Linked DNA regions of Astyanax mexicanus: region 1 is linked to region 2. Evidence: chromatin contacts called from public Hi-C data. All regions are on one chromosome and are shown on one strand. Each heading gives the region's core, a stretch centred on a gene start, on an enhancer-like site or on the middle of the called end of the contact. The rest is flanking DNA. Distances are from core to core; before and after follow the strand shown.

Region 1 (6,145 bases), core at 3,341-5,840, 46 kb before region 2:
TAGATAGATAGATAGATAGATAGATAGATAGATAGAATATGATAGATAGATAGATAGATAGATAGATAGATAGATAGAGAGATAGATAGAACTTTATTGATCCCTTTGGCAGGTTCCCTCAGGGAAATTAGGGAGAGTTACAGAGGGTTATGCAGGGTATGGATGTTACGGAGAGTATGAAGTGTAATGGAGGCTATTCATGGTAATGGAGGGTTATGGAGGATTATGCAATGCAAGGGTTATGAAAAAATACAGTGGGCTATGGATGATTAGGAAGGTAATGGAGGGTTATGAAGGGAACATTGGGTTATAGAGGGTTATGCAGGGTAATTAATGGTTATGAAGAGTATTGGAGGGCTGTGGAGGGTACAGAGGGCTATGGATGGTTATGAAGGGTAATGGAGGGTTGTAAAGGGTAATACAGGGTTATAAAGGGAAAAGAGGGTTATAAAGGGTACAGTGGGTTATAGAGGGTACATTGGGTTATCTAGGGTTATGCAAGGTAATGGAGGGTTAAGTGGGCTACAGAGCGGTATTGGAGGGTTATTCAAGAGTGATCGGGGGTTATGAAGGGCAATTGAGGGTTATGAAGCATAGAGGTGCAGGGTAATGAAGGGTTATAAAGAGTGATGGAGGGTTTTACAGGGTAATGAAGGGTTATGAAGCATACAGGTGCAGGGTAATGAAGGGTTATGAAAGATAAAGTGGACTATAGATGGTTATGAATGGTAATAAATGGTACAGTTGGCTATGAATTATTATGAAGGGTATTGGAGGATTATGAGGAGTGATCAAGGGTTATGCAGGGTAATGGAGAGTTTTGGAGCATAGAGGTGCAGGGTAATGGAGGGTTATGAAGGGTATTGGAGGGTTATAAAGGGTAATGGAGGGTTATGAAGGATAATAGAGGGATACAGAGGGTACATTGGGTTATGGAGGGTTATAGAGGGTAATGGAGGGTTAACACGGATACTGGAGCGTTATGCACGGTTATGAAGGGTAATGGTGAGTTATTAAGAGTGATGGAGTGTTATGCAGGGTAATGGAGGGTTATGAAGGATAATGGGAGGATTGACAAGGATGATGAAGTGTTATGCAGGGTAATGGAGGGTTATGAAGGGTAATAGAGGGTGAATGGGTTATGGAGAATGGTTAATAAGAAGCAGAGTTTTACTCACAGAGGCTGAAGGATATAGTACCTTCTTTATGTCCTTGTTCTTCTTGACGGTCCACAGGCCGTCAGAGAGCTTATCAAAGTATTTGCGTGCTTTGGGGGCCTGATCCAGCATGTGGTTCGGGGGAACCCCAAGAACCTCCACTATTTTATTCATCTGATCCACCTGAAGAACAAACATCTCAGTGAGAACAATCAATCCAATGTACTCAACATACTAATAATATACCATTAGTACCACTGTACGCTATTGTACCACTAGTACCACTGTACTCTAATATACCACTAACACTACTGTACGCTATTATGCTAATGCTAACATGTGTATGTACCTCATTGGAGCCGCTGAACAGGGGTTCTCCTGTGTGCATCTCCACCAGGATGCATCCGAGTGACCACATGTCTATAGCCAGGTCGTAGGGCATGCCTAGCAACACCTCAGGGGAGCGGTAGAACCGACTCTGGATGTACTGGTAAATCTGCAAAAAACAAAAAATGCAACAATTTGCATTTAAGATATTCAGGAGACATGCATCATTGCAATATATATATATATAGTATTTTTTGCACTATAAGGGGCACAAAAAAAAATCATAAAAACGTGAACATAATTATAAAAAATCGGTTTGTTCGGGCACACTGGTGGTGCACATATCAACGGGTAGCACAACTCGACAGAACACGGGTAGCACCTGGTGTTGGACACCGAACATACAAAATCATAAGACACAATAATTGCAGGCAACTAAAATAGTACAATAATAGTAAAGTATATGCGTTAATTAACAATAAGATAAACAAAAAGCAGTTTAAATGATAGAAGGCTAAGTGAGCTAAGAGCTTGGTTAACCTAAACCACAGAACTGGAGCCGTTTACCTTCATAATCAAAAATAAACTGCTCGAAAAATTAATTTTTAAGTTTCTCTCCATAGTTCCTCGACGGTTCTAGCAACGTCGTCCTGCCTGAAGTGCGGAAAAACATGAGGAATAAAAAAACCCATCCATTTTTTTTTCGTAGCGGTGCTCTAAACCGGAAATAGGTTTATCCATCACCTCGCCCGGAACTTGACCCCTCCTCCTTGCGTGAAAAAAAAAAAAGGCTAATTAATGCGATATACTGTGCAGCTCCAGATGCAGTGTGCTCAACCAGTGCACTGATTTACATTCAGACGCCTGCAGTAACTGGTTCCAGGCACTGGGGGGCAGCAGGAACTGGGCGTGAGCGAGATAAAGAGGGTGCAGCACAGCCGCTGGGAATCCATTCTCCAGCAGCACTTCACCCAAACCCATTTTCTCAGCCGGAGAGTCCTTGACAATGTGTGCTGATCACTATTGTGTATTGCAGCAGGGAAAGCCCGTCCTGCCCTTTCAAGCATATTAGACCTCTCCCTTTATTCACACACACACACACACACACACACACACACACACACACACACACACACACACATATATATATATATACATATATATATATATACACACATATATACACACACACACAAGCGCAGGATGAACAAGCTGTGGGTGATCAGCATCAGGAGGAAAAAGGGTGTGGAGCTCCAACACACTGAGCTACTGCTGCTAATGACCTGTTCCATCCACCATCCATCCATCCATCATCCATCCATCCATCCATCCATCCATCCATCCATCCATCCATCCATCCATCCATCCATCCATCCATCCATCCAAACAAACACACCGAGAGATCCTGTTTCCAAAGGTGTGAAAAGTACTGTATCTCCATTCATTACTCTGTAGTTAGAAGTATAAATACATATATACCAGTGTTTAATAAAATACCCTAAAATTCAGTAGAAGTTGAAGAAGTATCGACTCAGTAGAAGTATCTTTTCATTACTCTTTAAGTAAAAATACTGGATTCAAAACTACTTTAAATCCATTAAAAACAAAAGCTTAAGCTTAAGGGGGGCGGGACATGCGCAGGTGTGATGGATCACAGTATAAACCAATAGGAAGTCGGAATGGTATATGTTTATACTTCTCTATATCCAATCACAATCAGATTCACTCTATCTGGATAAAGGAGAGATTTATCTGGATAGGGGTTTTATTGAACGGAATAAAAACGAGCTGAAATTAAATAGGAGTAACAATTTATATTAATATGTAAGTATAGTAAAGTATAGATAACCTACATTTTCTACTTAAAGCTCCACTAGGTAGGATTGAGATTTTGTGCTCATGGGCTCCCCCTACAGTTGTGTACAGAGTGTAATAAATGTTTCAGGCGGATTAGTTTCTCTTTCTCGTTTTCTGGCTTTCACAGACATATTCAGTCTCTTTCCAGCTTCTGCCAGAGTGTCTGTATGTTAGTTTGTAAAGAATGAACCAGTTTTTCTTGTAGAACTGTTAGAACTAAAGGTCGGAAAGCAGGTCGCAGTTCTCGTGAGCGTTGGTCGCGGCCGCCTCAGAAAACTTACAGAGTCTGGTTTGAGCTCAGAGGAGCTCCGGCACAGACACGAGAGCACCGCTATTCCTCCCATTACACCTCAATTCAGCGCTGCAGTGAGTTTCAAGCTGTAATTTTACTTCTTTAAAAAGATAAACAATCAAGAAAATTACCTAGTGCTGCTTTAAGTAGGATAATGTAAGTGTTTGTACTTCAATACTTCTTCACACCTATGCTTGGTTCTACACCCATTATCCACTGATCAAGTGATGCAGCAGTGCTGATGGAGTTTTTAAACTGTGTTTATGTTCATGCTCAATAGGCTAATTAATTTCACTTTTAATATAGGTACCGTATTTTTTCGCAATATATGGTGCATTTAAAAGCCTTTAATTTTCCCAAAAATCGACGGTGCGCTTTGTGTATACATTCTTTAAGTCGGGTATTAAGGAGCAGTAAAGCACTAAGCACCAAAGCACCGAGACTGGAGCAGCATTAGCATTAGCCGCTAACTACATTAGCGCTAAGCGCTAGCTAGCTCTTTGGCCGCTCAGAGGTGAGTATTGCTGACCTGTAGCCTGCTGCTGTCAATTCCGGCTAGAACTGCTGTAGCAGCTTGTAGCTTGTAGCACCCCTGTTCCTTACTAGTGTAGCATAATGCACCTTATAATCCGGAGCGTCTTATGAATTAAAATAGACCAGAAAATAAATGTTTATCAATATTGCGCCGTATAGTGAGATAAATACGATAATATGATACACAATAAGGCGGAGCTTTAGATTCGTGGTCAGGTGGGCGGGGCCTCGTGTTCGCTCACCCTCTGGCCGAGCTGACAGGAGCTGCCGAAGTCGACGATTTTGATGGCGCTGCGTTTGGGGTTGCACAGCAGGATGTTCTCGGGCTTGAGGTCGCAGTGGATGATGCTGAGCTCCGGCGTGGCCAGGAACAGCAGCGCCGTGCACAGCTGCTGCGCAAACTTCCGCGTCAGGTTGAGCGAGACGCCCCGGAAGTTGGTGTTGCGGAGGAGATCGTACAGGTTGTAGGAGAGGAGCTCGAACACCAGGCAGAGATGGTTCCGGAACATGAAGTGCCTTTTCAGGTGGACTGGAGGAGGAAGGAAAGAAAAAAGGAAGAATTAGAGAAACAGAATTAACAGCACAGTTTCTTTTTTGAGAGGCACGAAACCCTAAACCAAATTTTCTTGAAGTGTGAAACATACCAGTTAACTGTGTCAATCAAAAATGAGAAACATTTAAGAAATGTAAAAAATTTGGGGGAAAAAATCCAAACAGATGTTGTATTATCGAACTATAGCCTGCTGCTAACCCCGGCTAGCCCTACTGGAACAGCATTAGCATTAGCTGATAACCGCGTTAGCTCTTTCTCCATAGAGAGGCGAGTATTATCAGACTGTATATCAGTCTGTATTATCAGTCTGGGTGTCTACCCTGTTAAAACAAGCCCCGTGGCCGACCCCACTAGTTAATATCACCCTGGCTTACCGGCAACACTCAGGGTTCCTCAGTGTAGCGCTGTTGGGCTAGCGGTTAGCCGCTAATGCTAATGCCCCAGCCATAGTGCTGGAGAAATTTGGGAATCTAAGCACCTCCGTACACTTTGGTCCTTGGACACATCGTCACAAAATGCCAATCAAAAATGTTGTCAAAATCAGTCAATCAAAAATGTGAAAGATTTGAGAAATTTGGGGAAAAATAAAAGCAGATGGTAAATATCAGGTCAATGTATAATATTGGTGCCAAAATGTGTTATCCTGATTTATACTACCGGTATATTTAAAATTTAAGTAGAGGAATTAAGAGTCAGTTACATTAGAGTGCAATTAGTTGGATTAGATAATCACAAGCCATCAAATTAAACTGAACTGCTTGATTTTTTGCACCAGGAGTAAAGCAGCATAAAGTTATCCAAAAGCAGTGTGTAAGACTGGTGGTGGAGGAGAACATGATGCCAAGATGCATAAAAACTGTGATTAAAAACCAGGATTATTCCACCAAATATTAATTTCTGAACTCTTAAAACTTTATGAATATGAACATGTTGTTTTCTTTACATTATTTGAGGTCTATAAAAGAAGCTCTGCATCTTTTTTTTGTTATTTCAGTAATTTCTCATTTTCTGTAAATAAATGCTCTAAATGAGAATATTTTTATTTGTAATTTGGGAGGAATGTTGTCTGTAGTTTATAGAATAAAATAACAATGTTCATTTTACTCAAACATAAACCTATAAATAGCAAAATCAGAGAAACTGATTCAGAAACTGAAGTGCTCTCTTCATTTTTTTTACAGAGCTGTATATATTAAATCATTAAATGCAGCCATATCCAACATTTGCAACTTTGTGTAGGTTTATGTACCAAAAGACTACTTTCTGCGAAACAAATTATGGTACCACTTTAAAATAAGACTACCTTTATAAAGGGTTTTTAAATGGTTTACAATTAGTTTATTAATAGTTACTAATTAGGTTGTAAATGCCTTAAAAATCATTAATAATCAGTTATAACACATACGTAGAAAGGGCAACAATGAC
Region 2 (6,031 bases), core at 1,369-3,868:
AATATATAACTGTACTACAGCTAACAACTGCAGCATGGGTAACAGATGCAGGACACCTAACAACTGTAGCATTGCTAATAAATGCAACATGACTAAAAACTACAGTACAGCTAAAAAATGTAGCACAGCAAACAGATAACTGTAGTGCGGCTAACATACATGCAGAACGGCCAAGAACAGTATCATGGCTACCAATTGTACCACTGCTAAAAAAATAACTGTAGTTTGGTTAACAACTGCAGTTGTGGTTAACACAAGTGTAGTACTGCTTACATACATGTAGCATGGCTAACAACGGCATCAGTGCTAAAAAATAATTGTAGTGCAGCTATCATAACTGTAGCATGGATAGCAACTGTAACACAACTAACAACCACAGCGTGGCTTACATAACTGTGGTACAGCTAACATTAACTGTATTATGGCTATCAATTGTACCACTGCTAAAAAAATAACTGTAGCCCGGCTAAAATAAGTTTAAGACAGCTTACAACTGTAGCATGGCCAACAATTGTACCACGGCTAACAAATAACTAATAACTGTAGCACGGCTAATAACTGTAGCACGGCTAATAACTGTAGTACAGCTAATAAATGTAGCAAGGCTAAAAACTGTAGCATGGCCAACAATTGTACCACTGCTAATAAATAACTGTAGTACGGCTAATAACTGTAGCACGGCTAATAACTGTAGCATGGCCAACAATTGTACCACTGCTAATAAATAACTGTAGCACGGCTAATAACTGTAGCATGGCCAACAATTATACCACTGCTAATAAATAACTGTAGCACAGCTAATGACTGTAGCACGGCTAATAACTGCAGTATGGCTAAAAACTGTAGCACGGCTAATAACTGTAGCATTGCCAACAATTGTACCACTGCCAACAAATAACTGCAGTATGGCTAATAACTGTAGCACAGCTAATATTTGGACAGACAGATGAGTGAGCTGTTGAAACTGTATGGATTAATGATTGATTGATAAACGAGAGCATAAACAGACATGAACTGAGTTAAATTAGCAGATGTTATTAGCGTTATAGTGTTAGGAGAGGCTCAGTGTGTATGTTCCTGTTTTCTCAGCTGACTTTAGCCCACATTCTGAGCTGCAGACTGAAATTACACGCGACAAAAATGGCCCAATGTTGCTAGTGCTCTCAGCAGAAGTTCTGCCAGGAGACTGCGTCCAGTTTAACATTAGAAAAGTTTGAGGAGGTCCCTAAATAGCAGACGCGAATTCCGGTGTGTGTGTGTGTGTGTGTGTGTTGGGGGGGCTCAACAGGAAAAACCCACCATGAGGCTGACGACACACAGAACCCGACACCGGCCGTTTAAAATCACAGAAATAGCAGATCTTTACGTCTGTGCTTAATCACTTTCTTTAATATACAGCTATTATATATGGAGAGCAGTGCACGGTGAGGGAAAGTCTGTAAAGATTAGCAGAAACCTCAAATAATGCAAAGAAAACAAGTTTATATTCATAAAGTTTTAAGAGTACAGAAATCAATATTTGGTGGAATAACCCTCGTTTCCCGTATTTAATATGCTGAAATCAAAACCATGTGTACATAAGCCTGGACTACAACACTGATTCATTACAGAGAGGCCTCGCTTCCTAAATACCACCAAACAATAAACTCCAAAATAACGCACCATACAGTGTATTTAGAGACAGGTAGGACACTGAATGATCCATCACACACTGGATACAAGGGAGCGTCAGCATTTTACTTTATTTAATTACAAAATGGGAAAATATGTGAATGAACAAACCCTGTTTGGCGCAGTGAGGTCTGTCCCTTTCAGAGTGAGTGAGAGAGAGAGAGAGAGAGAAACGAGAGTGGAGAGAGACAGACAAGTGGGGAAAAGAGAAAGAGACAGATGAGAGAGAGAGAGAGAGAGAGAGAGAGAGAGAGAGAGGCAGACGAGAGGGAGAGAGAGAGAGAGAGAGAGACAGTAAAAAAGCGGGGAGAGAGAAAGAGACAAAAAGGAAAGGGGAGAGAGAGACAGAGGAGAGGGAGACAAAAAGAAGACGGCAGAGAGACACACAGATGAGAGGGGGAGAGAAGGAGCAACAGACAAGAGGGAGAGGGAGAGAGACAGAAAAGAGGGAGAGAGAAAGAGAGGGAGACAAAAAGGAAAGGGGAGAGAGAAAGACAAGGAGAAGAGGGGGAGAAAAACAGTAACAAAAAGAGGGAGAGACAGACAAAGAGCGAAAGAGAGAGCGAGAGATAAAAAAAGAGAGAGAGATAGACAGAAAAGAGAATGAGAGGAAAAGAGAGAGGGAGCAAGGGACAACGAGAAAGAGACAAAAAGAAAGAGAGAGAGTGATAGTGAGAGACGGGTAAGAGAAAGAGACAATGAGAGACAGACAGAGCATGAAAGAGAAAGAGAGAGAGAGAGGCGAGAGACAGTCACAGGCAGGAGAATCCCCACGGTTAATCCCCCGCAAGCCACCCACCCCCTCCCCTGCCGTGACCTTTCACCTGAAAAGCACACATCCTCTACAGCGGATCAGCACACGGCCCGACCCGACCCCACCCGGCCCTGCCCGACTAGAACCGGGCGGTCCGGTCCGAGAAGTGTCCCCCCTGTGCAGAACCTGTAAACTCTGCGTAATTCAGACTGTGGACGCAGTGAGACGGTCCTCCACCGGCGGAATTACACCAGTCCTGCTCTTAAAGGGTCAGAGAGAGTTTAAGGTCAAAGGTCAGCTGACTGCAGGGTGGTTCCAGCTCATGCAGGCGGTTCAGCTGCGGTAGGGAGACGCGTCGGCGCGGTAACCCTGCACTCAGGTAGATACTCTGATCAGAAACTTAGATCAGAAAAAGTGCTGTGAAATTAATCAGGAATCCTAAATTCTATATGTACAGCAGTCGGGGGACAGGCAGAGCGAGGGACAGGGGGGCAGGGACAGGAGGCAGGGACAGGGTTACAGCGGGAGACGCTCTGCTCCAGGTTGTATTGAGTGCTGTGTGCCTGAATTGGGCCCTCCTCTGCTGCCCCCAGTGGCCAAACTCAGTTACTACACCCAACTGATGCTTTACCACAGACCAGTACTCCCATACCAGTACCTCTGAAAACATTATATTTATATGTTTATATTTAGACACACACACAGAGGAGGTGCATGCAAAAGTCTGGGTAAACTAGGGCTGGTTAATTATAAGGAATCCTGATGGTAATACAATAGAAATATGAGTATATATATACATGTACAGATATAATAATAGAATAAAAAATAAGAGAGCACTTACAAATGATGAGTTTCTTGGATTTTACCAAATTAAAAAGCTCTGGAATATAATCAAGGGGAAGATGGATGATCACAAACCATCAAACCACCAAACTGAACTGCTTGAATTTTTACACCAGGAGTAAAGCAGCATAAAGTTATCCAAAAGCAGTGTGTAAGACTGGTGGAGGAGAACATGATGCCAAGATGCATGAAAACTATTTTATCTTTTGTTTTTCAGAGTGTCACTTTTTCATTCTTTTTACTGTATTTTCCTTTATCTGGAGTTTTTTTTACAGTATATAAAAGGGAACATGGTTTAATTAATATAGCAAATATTAATTTAGCAAATATTCAAATCACTGTGTAACAGAACCAATTCTCATGAGGAAATGGCAGGATTACTATGTTTCCAGGTCCCCAAATTCATGTTTAGTAGATAAAATTGATTCAGGAGCTCATTCCAGAGTTCAGAGTAATTTAGACACATTTTTATTTCAATTATTTAATTCATGTTTCTGTAGTGAAGTATCTGGATAACTGCCACATTTTAATACAAAAGTTGCACTGAATGAGTGTGAAAAAAATGCCAACATCAAAGATAATAACGCAAAGTGTGTGAACCAAACGGTGATGTAATGCCATCATCACAATCAGATTAATGCCAGTGGGTTAATCTGAGGACACAATGCAACAATCAGTTCACGATAAATAAGTAAATACCAAATCACCAAATACTCTACATTAGGTCAGAGTGACTCATCAAGGAGTTTTCACACCTAAAAGCCCAGAACAGAGACTAAACTAAGCTTGATGTGCGTTACATTGTATTCTGTACATTTAGCTTTGGTTTAAAACAAATTTACTATGTTCTGTCACAATCACCTATGTGGGCGGAGTCTCCCTATCCTTCACACTGATTGGTTTGTAGAATGCCACATGTTGACAGGTGTTGCGCTGAATTCTGTCTCTCTACCAGAAAGGTCAATCTACAGTTACAGTAGATACAGAATCACCAGCACTGTAATCTGTTGTACCCATACTGCTCTGTAATTAATCTACAGTTACAGTAGATACAGAATCATCAGCGCCATAATCTGTTGTACCCATACTGCTCTGTAATTAATCTACAGTTACAGTAGATACAGAACCACCAGCACTGTAATCTGTTGTACCCGTACTGCTCTGTAATTAATCTACAGTTACAGTAGATACAGAATCACCAGCACTGTAATCTGTTGTCCCGTACTGCTCTGTAATTAATCTACACTTACAGTAGATACAGAATCACCAGCACTGTAATCTGTTGTACCCGTACAGCTCTGTAATTAATCTACAGTTACAGTAGATACAGAATCACCAGCACCGTAATCTGTTGTACCCGTACTGCTCTGTAATTAATCTACAGTTACAGTAGATACAGAATCACCAGCACTGTAATCTGTTGTACCCATACTGCTCTGTAATTAATCTACAGTTACAGTAGATACAGAATCACCAGCACTGTAATCTGTTGTATGATTGCATAGAATACTTATATACACCATATATACAGGTTTAAAGTAAAATACTTGCTACTGGACAGATACAGTATAAATACAGTCTAGATACAGTAGATATTATTTCATTGGAAATTAGGACAGTGCGATTTTTTTCTTTTAATACAAACAGCAAAAAAGTTGATGGCTTGCATTGCCTGAAAAATAACAATATTACAGGATATTTTTGTAATAAGGATAATTTTTTTGCCGATATTATTGCGTACAAAACGATATGGCGCACCCCTTCTGCAAACCAAACAGACCATGGTTTAGCTGATCTGGAACTGAGGTCACCTTTTTTTAGTAGGAACAAACTTTAGTTCTTTGGTCCAGGGTGTGGTTTATGGCACCTTTCACACCTGCTTTTTTTGGTTCACACCAAACTGAAATTTGGTTCACACCAAATCCTCACAGCAATGCTCCTCCAAAATCTTTTAAAATGCCTTCTCTGGACATTAGAGACAGTTACTCTAACAAAAGCAGGTTAAACTCTTTAATACCCTTGATTTCAAAGAAACAAAGCATGATCCAATTTACTTTATATCAAATTTAGAATGTTCAGTATCTCGATTTCAAGTGTAGCCGCATTAGCATGCTAGCTTTTAGTCAGATCACAGCTGATCCCTGAGGATAGCTCTGATTTAGCATATTTCTAAAAAAAAAAAAAGAATAAATAAATAAACAAATACTTAAACAAACAAAATGCCATCACTGATTGGTGGAAATTTCCAGCTAGACCTCGAGCAGTTTGGACTGTGTGTCTCTCCACTCTTCCTCCAGACTCTGATCCCTTGATTTTTAAATGAAATGTAAAATTTACTGATGATCAGTGATGGTTTGGACAAAGAGACATGTCATCTGCTGGTGTTGATCCACTGTGTATTATTATCAAGTCTAAAGTCAGTGCAGTTTTTTTGTCACACAAAATCTTACAGCACTTCATATCTTACAGCTTCCCTCTGCTGTTGATAACTTTTATGGAGATGCAGATTTCATTTTCCAGCAGGATTTGGCACACTGCCCACACTGCCAAAAGTACCAACTGGTCTTATATAATCACTATCAACTATGATCATCAACAATAACAGTAAAATAGATCACTCCGTGTGAGTTTCACATTTTGACCTGAATTACTTAAATAAAGTAACATTTCAATGCTAGTCTATTTTTTGAGATGCACAAGTAAAAGACACCAAAAAAAAAATACCAATAATTTCTGCCAAATTAGCCATGATGCTAAGATCAG

What was found. Hi-C and Micro-C count contacts between places; a contact is called where the count stands out from the background.
Region 1: a contact with region 2 is called in a Hi-C map of blood, with 5 times the contacts expected there. The contact joins two enhancer-like sites. A contact is called at or near these places in 2 of 3 Hi-C or Micro-C datasets (blood and muscle).

What each region holds. Positions count from the first base shown.
Region 1 is chr1:129,173,561-129,179,705 of AstMex3_surface, reverse strand. It overlaps dyrk1b (dual-specificity tyrosine-(Y)-phosphorylation regulated kinase 1B), which reads right to left. Exons shown (of 11, transcript XM_049468949.1): 6 at 4,410-4,696; 7 at 1,507-1,653; 8 at 1,179-1,340. Among protein-coding and RNA genes, the nearest start is that of zp3d.1, 16 kb to the left of the region's middle. Within about 2 kb of position 4,590, the one cell type or tissue checked has an H3K27ac peak away from gene starts, as active enhancers do.
Region 2 is chr1:129,126,073-129,132,103 of AstMex3_surface, reverse strand. All of the region lies in intron 1 of dyrk1b (dual-specificity tyrosine-(Y)-phosphorylation regulated kinase 1B), which reads right to left. Among protein-coding and RNA genes, the nearest start is that of dyrk1b, 24 kb to the right of the region's middle. Within about 2 kb of position 2,618, the one cell type or tissue checked has an H3K27ac peak away from gene starts, as active enhancers do.